Regions from separate parts of the Rattus norvegicus genome. Here region 1 is linked to region 2. Evidence: chromatin contacts called from public Hi-C data. All regions are on one chromosome and are shown on one strand. Each heading gives the region's core, a stretch centred on a gene start, on an enhancer-like site or on the middle of the called end of the contact. The rest is flanking DNA. Distances are from core to core; before and after follow the strand shown.

Region 1 (4,360 bases), core at 965-3,464, 160 kb after region 2:
GTGGAGACTTATGTGTGTCTGTGTTCTGTGGGGAGGTAAAATGTAGGGAGTGCTTGACTGTGTCTCCCTGAATCCCCACTGTCAGGTGTTGGGTTATAGGGAAGGGTCAACGCACCACTCAGGGGTTGAGAAAATGCATTCTAAGATGGGGAAGACCAAAGTTGGGGTTCCCTGACCCCCAGGCCTCCACTTGCCACTGGGGTATTGCACAGAGGAGTTGGGAACAATTAGGGGTCTATGTGCACTCAACAAGGCCAGGACTATTGGGGTCCTGAAGGCTGAAGATGAAGACCCTGGGGCTGGGGAAATGGGGAGCTCCAGCTTCACTCATCAGTGATTGTCCTTAGGTTGGCAGCAGTTGTCTGGAAGTCCAGAGAGTCCTTCTATGGGAGACTTAGGCTGTGACTCTGTAGGGAAAGGCCCTCTCTGTGCTCTTCATGGTGATTTTGGTGGAAGAGACGGTTCATGCTTGTCTATACCATTTATTGACTATTCAACATGGCAAATCAATGCATACCAACTTCTCAGAGTGCACCAGAGATTAGATACCTTTTGCAGGGAGGAATGCCTAGGTAGGAAAGCTTATTGGTTAAACCTCAGTAGCATGGAGAATATGTTTTGGGCTACATGATGGACTTGGGGAGTGTGGACACATGTAGCAGGCCAGGAATCTGGCAGGGAGCAGGGTGCCTACCTCCCATCTCAGGTGGGTTCCCAGGTATCAGGGTTGCTCTGGCTAGTTTTGTGGGTCAACTTGACACAAGCTGATTTATCACAGAAAAAGGAGCCTCAGTTGTGGAAATGCCTTCATGAGATCCACCTGTAAGATATTTTCTCAATTAGTGATAAAGTGGGGAGGACCCAGCCCATTGAAGGTGGTGACGTCCCTGGGCCGGTAGTCTTGAGTTCTGTAAGAGAGCAAGCTGAGCAAACCAGGGGAAGCAAGCCAATAAGAAACATCCCCCCCATGGCCTCTGCATCAGCTCCTGCTTCCTGACCTGCTTCCTTTGGTCTCTTCATCAGTTCCAGTCCTGACTTCCTTTGGTGATGAGCAGCATGGAAGTAAGCTGAATAAACCCTTTCCTCCCCAATTTGCTTCTTGGTCATGATGTGTGAGCAGAAATAGGAACCCTAAGACAGGGGTCTCAGACCTGTTGTACCTTATCAAGTTTCCTGGTATGGTCCACTGTCCCACAGACTTACTGTCTTCCAGTGAAAAACTTAAGGACATCCAGAGTCTAGCCTGTACACATACACTAGCCTGGTCATTGATTATTTTGCTGTCTGTGCTCCTTCTCCCTTGTAGAACATAACACAAACACTTTCCCAGGAGAACTATGTCAGTCAGTTTTGCATTGTTGCGGCACAGGACACCTGAAAGAAGAAACGGGCTCACTCTTGAAGAGGGTTTCAGTCTCTCATGGTAGGGAAAGCATGGCAGAGCATTTCAGTTCGCAGTGACTGTTCCCATCCCTGCGGACCAGGAAACAGTATGATGGGGAATGGGAGCCAGGGGCTAGTGGAACATGTGTAGACCTGCTCCTAGCCACTGACTTCTGCTAGCAAGGTCCTACCTTTCAAAGCTTCCATAACCTTCCAGACTAGAGCTACCAGCTGTTGTACGTAAGCACTCGACATGCCATACAGTATTGTGACTCTATTCCACGAATGACAGGCAACAGGAAACTCCACCCAGGCTGTAATTAATCCCTGTATTCTGTCCAGGCAGTGACAGAAACAGAAAGTCAAAGAATTCTACCCTGGGGAGTGGCTCAGGCAGTGAACTGGGCCCAGCCTACCTTGACAAGAAGATAAAGTAAACCCAAAACTTCCCTCCATGAACTCCAGTCAGTCGACTTCTAGCCAGTAGCTGCTAGCACAGTCTCCTAACAATATGTTCCTGATGACCCCAGGACAGGCACACTGGCCTCCAGCCCAGGTTTCACCCACCAAACCTTGGGTTAAAGTTGGGCCTGGGGTTTTTCAATCCCTCTAGGCTTCAGCCTCCTCCTCTTCTATGAAATGGAATAACGTAGATCCTAAAGCCAAATGGCGCAGGAAAGCATTAGGTGTCATCTTTATAACATGGCCACAGTGGCACGTGCCACCTGGGGACAGTGTGGCTACCTAAGCTTGCATGCTTACCTGCTGGGATAAGAAAACAATGCTGGGCAGGTTTCATGTGCGAGTATCTGCTGCCTCCTGGTGGACACAGCTGTGGCCTCACAGTTTATCCAACGCTTTCTGCAGTCCAAATCTTGAGGGCTGTGTGAGCTCGCCCGCTTCTCTCCTCGCCCCTCTCCATACAAAAACAAACAAAAAAAAAAACAAAAACAAACAAAAAAAGCTAATAGGCATCTAGAGTGAAGCCGTTTCACATTTCACAGACAAAGAAACTGAGATTTTCTAGAACATGTACGATATGAAAGAAGAGAGCTAGAAGACGCCAGTGGAAAAGTTTAAGTGGAGGGGAGAGAGGCGAGGTAACCACACATGAGGATGCATGAAAAATTATTATTATTACTATTATTATTATCATCATTATTATTATATTTTTAAATGGTAATCTAAAATGTATTTTAAAAATAAAGATAATAATTTGAATGCGGGTGCCCAGGTATTCTCTCGGAGGTCCCAGTGTTTCCCAAAACAGCACTATGGAAATTGATTTTGGTAGTCCACCAGAACCTGATAAGATCCTCTTGCTGAAGCCACTAGCCACACACTTTGGATACAGGACACTGAGACATCAAGCTAGCACTGATCCAGGAGCTTCCTCCCTGATCAACGTGCCAAGAATAAATGATGGTGAAGTGCTCTGTCCTAAACAAGACTGCCTTTTCTGAGGTGTGGGAAACATCTCAGAAAATGAAGTGGGAAGAATATAAGAGAAGGAAAATGGGGGGGGTGCTACAAAAATCTGTCTTCTGGTCATAGCATGCATGGCCATAACACTCGTGAACTCATTATTTCTGTGGTAACACGACCTGCATAAAACCAGGCATGTCGTCATGGATGGGAAGGCGACTCATGAGAGCCTGCCCTCCCTGGGGGACTATTTACAGTTATTAATAGCTGCTAGTTGCTGTGGGAAGAGGACTCGTTTGTTTCAATGGTGTAGCAATTGGTAAGCTGCCGGTCAATAGGCAAGGTTCCACTCAAGCTCAGGTAAGAAACTCTCACTAACTTCAGTGGGTCACACACACAAAACAGACATGAGAGTAGAAGAGGAATGGCGAGGGAAGAATGGCTTCCTTAGAAGAGGAAGAGGCATGAGGCAGACTAATAGAGTGAAAATGATTAACAGTCATTCTAGGTATGTATGCTAATGTTGATGGAGGAAGGGGAAAGAGGGAGGGAAAGAGAAAGGAAGGAGGGGGAGAAAGAGGTGTGGGAGAAAAGAAGGAAGGAAGAGATGGAGAAAGGAAGGAAGGAAGGGAGATATATATATGTGTATATATATACATATATATATATATATATATATATATATATATATAGAGAGAGAGAGAGAGAGAGAGAGAGAGAGAGAGAGAAAGGAAAAACTAAGGCTTAAAGAGGACCAGCCATGGAAAGCCAGCACTGAGACTTAATAGCTATTATCCCACAAGACCAGCACCAAAGGTTTGACCACGGGGCATTGCTACAAGGAGGTGTAGGACCTTGAGGAGGTTGGCCTTAGTAGGCAATTCTTGAGTCATTGGAAGGTTGTTCCTGAAGGGATTGTGGAACTTTACTTTCTCTCTCCTTCTGCTCATTTTGAAGCCATAAATCTACCACCCTCTCTATATGTCAAATCAAGGCACCACTAACCTTCCACTCAGTCTTGAGCCTTGAACCTCCATACTCAAAATTAAATAAACCTAATCTCTTCCAAAAGTTAGTTGCCATCAGTAGTTTGTTGCCGTGGCAAAGCCATGACAAGTTGACAGTTGTTATTTTAATACCCAGCAAAGCCAGTTGTTGTGCTGCAAGCTGACAGGATATGCTAAAGAGTCAGAGGCAGTACAAGTTCAAGGTCACCCTGGAAGGAAGTGCTATCTCTTAGCCAGAACAAGGCCATTGCACTCTTGAACTCACAAAAGCTATTGTTACAGGCACGAGACCAAGCTGACAAAGTCAGTCAGCATTCCAGCAGGCAGCACTAATTAAACTCAGAAACACACACACATAAACACACACACACACACACACACACACACACACACACAAAGAATAAAGGACATGAACGTGGGAGGGGGTGTGTTGGGAGTATTTGCAAGGAATGGGAGAGGGAGTTGGGTGGACATATATGGTCAACGATACATTGTATACATGTGTGAAACTGTCAAAAGTATGTTTAAAAATATATGTTTAAAAG
Region 2 (4,565 bases), core at 848-3,347:
CATAGCCACTGAGCCATCTCTTCAGCCCTAGGATTCTTTTTGACTGTCATCCCCAGCCCCTCGCCACCCCTGCCATATTCTCAGGCCCACAGCTTCTGCAGCCACCACGCTACCCTCTGCTTCTGAGTTCACTTGAGAACTCAGTGTGAGAACACACTGTGTCTGCTGTATCACTGCCGTGATGCTGTCCAGTTACTTAATCATGTATGCCCCTTCTTTCCAAGGCTAAGTAGCAATCCATCGTGCAAGGTGGGGAACATTTGCTCTGTCCATTGTGTGCCGATGAAGACCTCTGCTGCTTCCATTTCTTGCCTTTGTGAGACCGGTGCTCCAATAAATGCGGGAGCACAAACATCTCATTAAAACAATCATTTTAGGTTCCATGAATAAACGCTGGGTCGTCCTTGATTACTCTGACTTGCATCGCTCTATTGAAGGGGTTGTACCTGTGGTTTTCATCAGTGGATTTTACTCGCAGTGTCATTTCTCATTGGATACCAAGACCCTGTGGTGTAGTTCTCTCTTCCAAACGGAAACATTTCTGCTAGAGGGGGAGGCTCTTGAGACTTGAGCTAATGAAGCTTGCAAGGCACAAGAAGCTGATGAACAATGGTTGGAGATGGATTATGGGTTCAGAGCATTGGCTGCTCACACTGTCAGTAACTTCAGTCCCTGGGATTCTGGTGCCCTCTTCTGGCCAGCAGGAGGCACTGCACACACTTGGTGCACAGAAAGACAAGCAGGTGGCACACCAAATATGGTATAAAATAAACTCAAACTCATCAAACTCAGGACTCAGGGAACTCAGAAAATTCTGAGATGTACAAGACTGCCCCCACCTCCCAAGAGTACACAGCCTGTAAACGACTACCGAGGCAGAGGAGACTCTCCTATCTTCCATGGGGATCTGCCTCCAAGTTGGGCAGAGCACTTTAGGGATGCAGCTTTTTGGAGTCCTTGCCTGCTGATTTCATCATTCATGGAAGTAACCCCTCACCAGTGGTTCCAAAGTAACCCCAATAAACCCACCGTTCCATTGCGCTAGACTTGGGTGGAATATGCCCTATATGATACATTCTGTGTGTGTGTGTTGTCTGAACCAGGAAGTCAGCAAAAACGAGTGTTCGAGAAAACATGGAGAGACATAGAATGTCTACCTAGGGCCACACTTGGCCACTGAGGTGCAGAAGAGGACGGACAGCAGTGGTGTGGAGTAACAGCAGAATCCTGTCTCTAGTATCCTCATTCATGCAGGCAAATACTCTTAGGGAGACCCCAAAATGGCCAAAATGTGAGGCATATGCTTGATCTGACTCCTGCTCCTGTAACAGAAAAGACCTCATGAGCTGTGATACACAGGCTTGAGTGCATCCCAGAGATAAAAAGTCAGTGGGGGAGGGCAAAAGAGTCCAGGGGAAGCAATGTGAAAATTCATGTCATGCCATTTGAAAGATGATTTAAAGGCCACTTTAGAGAAATAACTGCCAAGCAACCAGAGTGGTGAGTGCTGAGACCTGGACACAGGGACACAGAAATCCCACAGGATTAGGGGTGCCTAATGCCCTGGGAAACTGCGACATCAGGAGAGGTTGGAAAGGTATTGCAGGGCAGACTAGCTCCAGTGCCAGGAGCCACTAGGCAATGTGGCTAGTCTAGACCAAGATGTGTGCCAAGTGTAAAATACCTTCCAGATTTTGGAGACTCAGTGGGAAGAGACAAAGTTAAATATTTTTATATTGTTTGCCTGTAGAGATGATAATATTTGGGATATATTTAGCTCAATAAAATATACTGTTAAAATTAATGTTACCTGTTTGTTTTTGCTATGTGAAAGTGGCTACCAGATGATAGAGGGCCACTGAGGTGGCTGGCATTTGATTTCCACAGGCCACCACTGGGCCTATTGGTGGCTGGGTGGGGGCAGGGGAGGCTGGGGTTGAGGAAGGGTATTCCAAGCCAGTGGAATTTTCTAAATCAGAAACAGGATGGGGAAGTGACTGAGCTATTCAGATGAGGGAAATCTGCAGCAGGTCAAACTTGCATTGCTGCACCGTGAACAAAATCAAACAAAGCCAAACCACGAGATCCCATTACATCCCTCTGTGGGCTGTTCCTACTTCCCTATCCACCGCTCCCCCACCACCACCACCACCTTCCACACCACCAGGTAATCACAGAACCTAGCCTTCCTGCAGGATGTAAAACACAAAGCCAAAAAGATCACTTTCAGGGCACAGGAAAGTAAAGAGGAAATGTTCAAAAGAAGACCTTACTCCTCTTGTTCAAGAGCCAGGACAAAAACTGAAGCCCATCAGCCAAGAGGCAGCAATTCCCAACAGTGTGGTCCTTTGTGCCTTCCTTCAAGCCTGCTGACAGGAAGGGCTGTTACCATGGAAACGATCCCAGCCAGGAAGCACACTGGAGCAAACACAGACAGTCTCAGGGCTTGTTCTGTCCACAGAGTCGACCAGTTGGTAAATATTACACCAGGCACATACCAGAGACACAGAGCAAACAGTTTGTCATCTGGGAGCTGCACTGGCCTGGCTCCAGGGGGAGTGTTACACTGGGAAAATGCAAAGCTTAGACCCCATATTACCCCGGGCATTGCCCACAGGGTAGAGAGCCATCATAAGATGTAGAGGGAGGGCTCTCGGAGTATGTAGCCTTGTAGGCACTGGTATCAAAAGAGACATTGAGTCATTCTGAGAGAAATCAAGTTTAGTTCCCAGCACCCACTGGCAGTTCCCAACCTTCTTTGACTCTAGTTCCAGGGTATTTGGTGCCCTCTTCTGGCCTCTGTGAGCACTGCATATACATATTGCAAGTACATACATGCAGGTAAAATATTCGTGTGTGTGTGTGTGTGTGTGTGTGTGTGTTTAAAAATAAACCAATCTTTTAATAAACCCATCTTGTATACAACGCAGGGTCAGTGTGAGCATTTAACAGGCTAATGAATGAAATTAATGTGATCTGGTATACTGTAGGTGCTCAGTGAACACTACTCTTACTTTCTACTGTAATGAACGCATGAACTCTGAACAGTGCCTCCCTTCTGCCCACAAGTATAGACCACCATCTTGCTTATTATTTATTATTTTTAACTTAGGTTTTGCTGTGCTTGGAATTGAATCTAGAACTTCAAGCACTCTACCACTGAGCTATGTCACCAGCCCATCCACTCTCATTTCAGGTAGGAAGATCAAAGCTACCTTGACTTCCCCAGCACTGATGACTGGGTTAAACAACCAGCTGATATCCCTCCACCCCCACCTTTTAAGACACACCTTTCATATCCTCTGCCTATGGAACTGACAGTGTAGGTGTAAACACGGCAGTCACTGGGGTTCCTCCAGCTGGAAGTCGCTGCCCTAGTGTTGCAAGGTCATGAGTGTACTGTCCTTTGCTCTTGGAAAGCTTATTACCCTGAGCCATGGGGGTCAAAATATGTCTCCCTGATCCCTAGCCTGAGGTGACTAACCCAAAGGCAGATTCCTGGGCCTAGTCCTCAATCTGCTCAATCAGAACATCAGGGGACAAAGGCCAGACACCTACATCTTCAGTGTCATTTCCAGAGGATATCCATGCCCAGACTTTCAAACACTTAATTTTCTGTATCATTCCTGCACTTTGTTAAACTTTGGGTTCTTTCTCCACTTGTTTTTTTGTTTGTTCATTTGTTTGTTTGGTTAGTTTTGGTTGGTTGGTTGGTTTGGTTTCTTGTTTGTGTGAGACAAGGTCTCACTAAGTTGCCCAGGTAGGCCTTGAACTTACAACCTTCCTGTCTCAACCTTCTTTCCAGGTAGCTGAGGTCAGGCCTGCCTTCTGCGTTTTTTAAACTGATTCTGGGACTACCTGTGTCAGACTCTCCTACATGGAGGCTAGGCGTGCAAGATTCAGGCATTACCTCAACTGAAGTGTGGTAGCCTCTGGGCTCAGAAATGACAAGGAGAACAAGCCACACAGGTGATCCCTAATCATACTAGGAGTAGAGAGCTGCTAGCCTGTTAAGCTGTGCTTCCTCTTGTGGTGTGCATATTAACAGCCTTGGAGGTTTATTAAAGCTCACTTGTGGGGGTAGGAGAGATCGCTCAGTGGTTATCAGTAACTTGTTGGTCTGGCAAAAGAGTAGGGTCCAGTTGCCAGCACCCACGTGGCAGCTCACATCTGTAATTCCAGTTCCAGGTGTTCTAATGCCCTTTTCTGGGCTCTAGTGGCAATTTCAGTTGTATACACATAGGCACACACAAACACACAGACACTCCCCACACTCACGTGCAGACACATAAGATAAAAATACATTAAAGGAAATTTGACTCTTTTCAAAAGTTACAATGTTGTGCACTCTGTAGTAAACTTAGAGTCTGACTTTTCATTATTTAATTGAATAATTTCCTATTAAAATTCTCCATCCAAGCAAGCAAGAAATAACTAATGTAAGAACTTCCCTTTAGAGATCTGGAGCGACTGTAATATTTGGTGTTTCCTATAATTGGGAAATGTGTTTAATTTTTAAGTGTCCGTTACCTTCAGGTGGAATGGGCAAATAACCAAACAGCCAA

What was found. Hi-C and Micro-C count contacts between places; a contact is called where the count stands out from the background.
Region 1: a Hi-C map of the A7r5 cell line shows a contact between it and region 2, with 2.3 times the contacts expected there. The contact joins two enhancer-like sites. A contact is called at or near these places in 12 of 12 Hi-C or Micro-C datasets (the A7r5 cell line, the Rat2 cell line, Schwann cells and 7 more) and 1 of 1 datasets of contacts at active chromatin or transcription factors (oligodendrocytes).

Annotation. Positions count from the first base shown.
Region 1 is chr4:147,049,282-147,053,641 of GRCr8, forward strand. No RefSeq gene overlaps it. Among named protein-coding and RNA genes, the nearest start is that of Ssuh2, 26 kb to the right of the region's middle. Within about 2 kb of position 2,215, at least 5 of the 93 cell types and tissues checked have an H3K27ac peak or open chromatin away from gene starts, as enhancers often do. A contact at or near this core is called in the A7r5 cell line, where this site is marked.
Region 2 is chr4:146,892,559-146,897,123 of GRCr8, forward strand. No RefSeq gene overlaps it. Among named protein-coding and RNA genes, the nearest start is that of Lmcd1, 54 kb to the right of the region's middle. Within about 2 kb of position 2,098, at least 54 of the 93 cell types and tissues checked have an H3K27ac peak or open chromatin away from gene starts, as enhancers often do. A contact at or near this core is called in the A7r5 cell line, where this site is marked.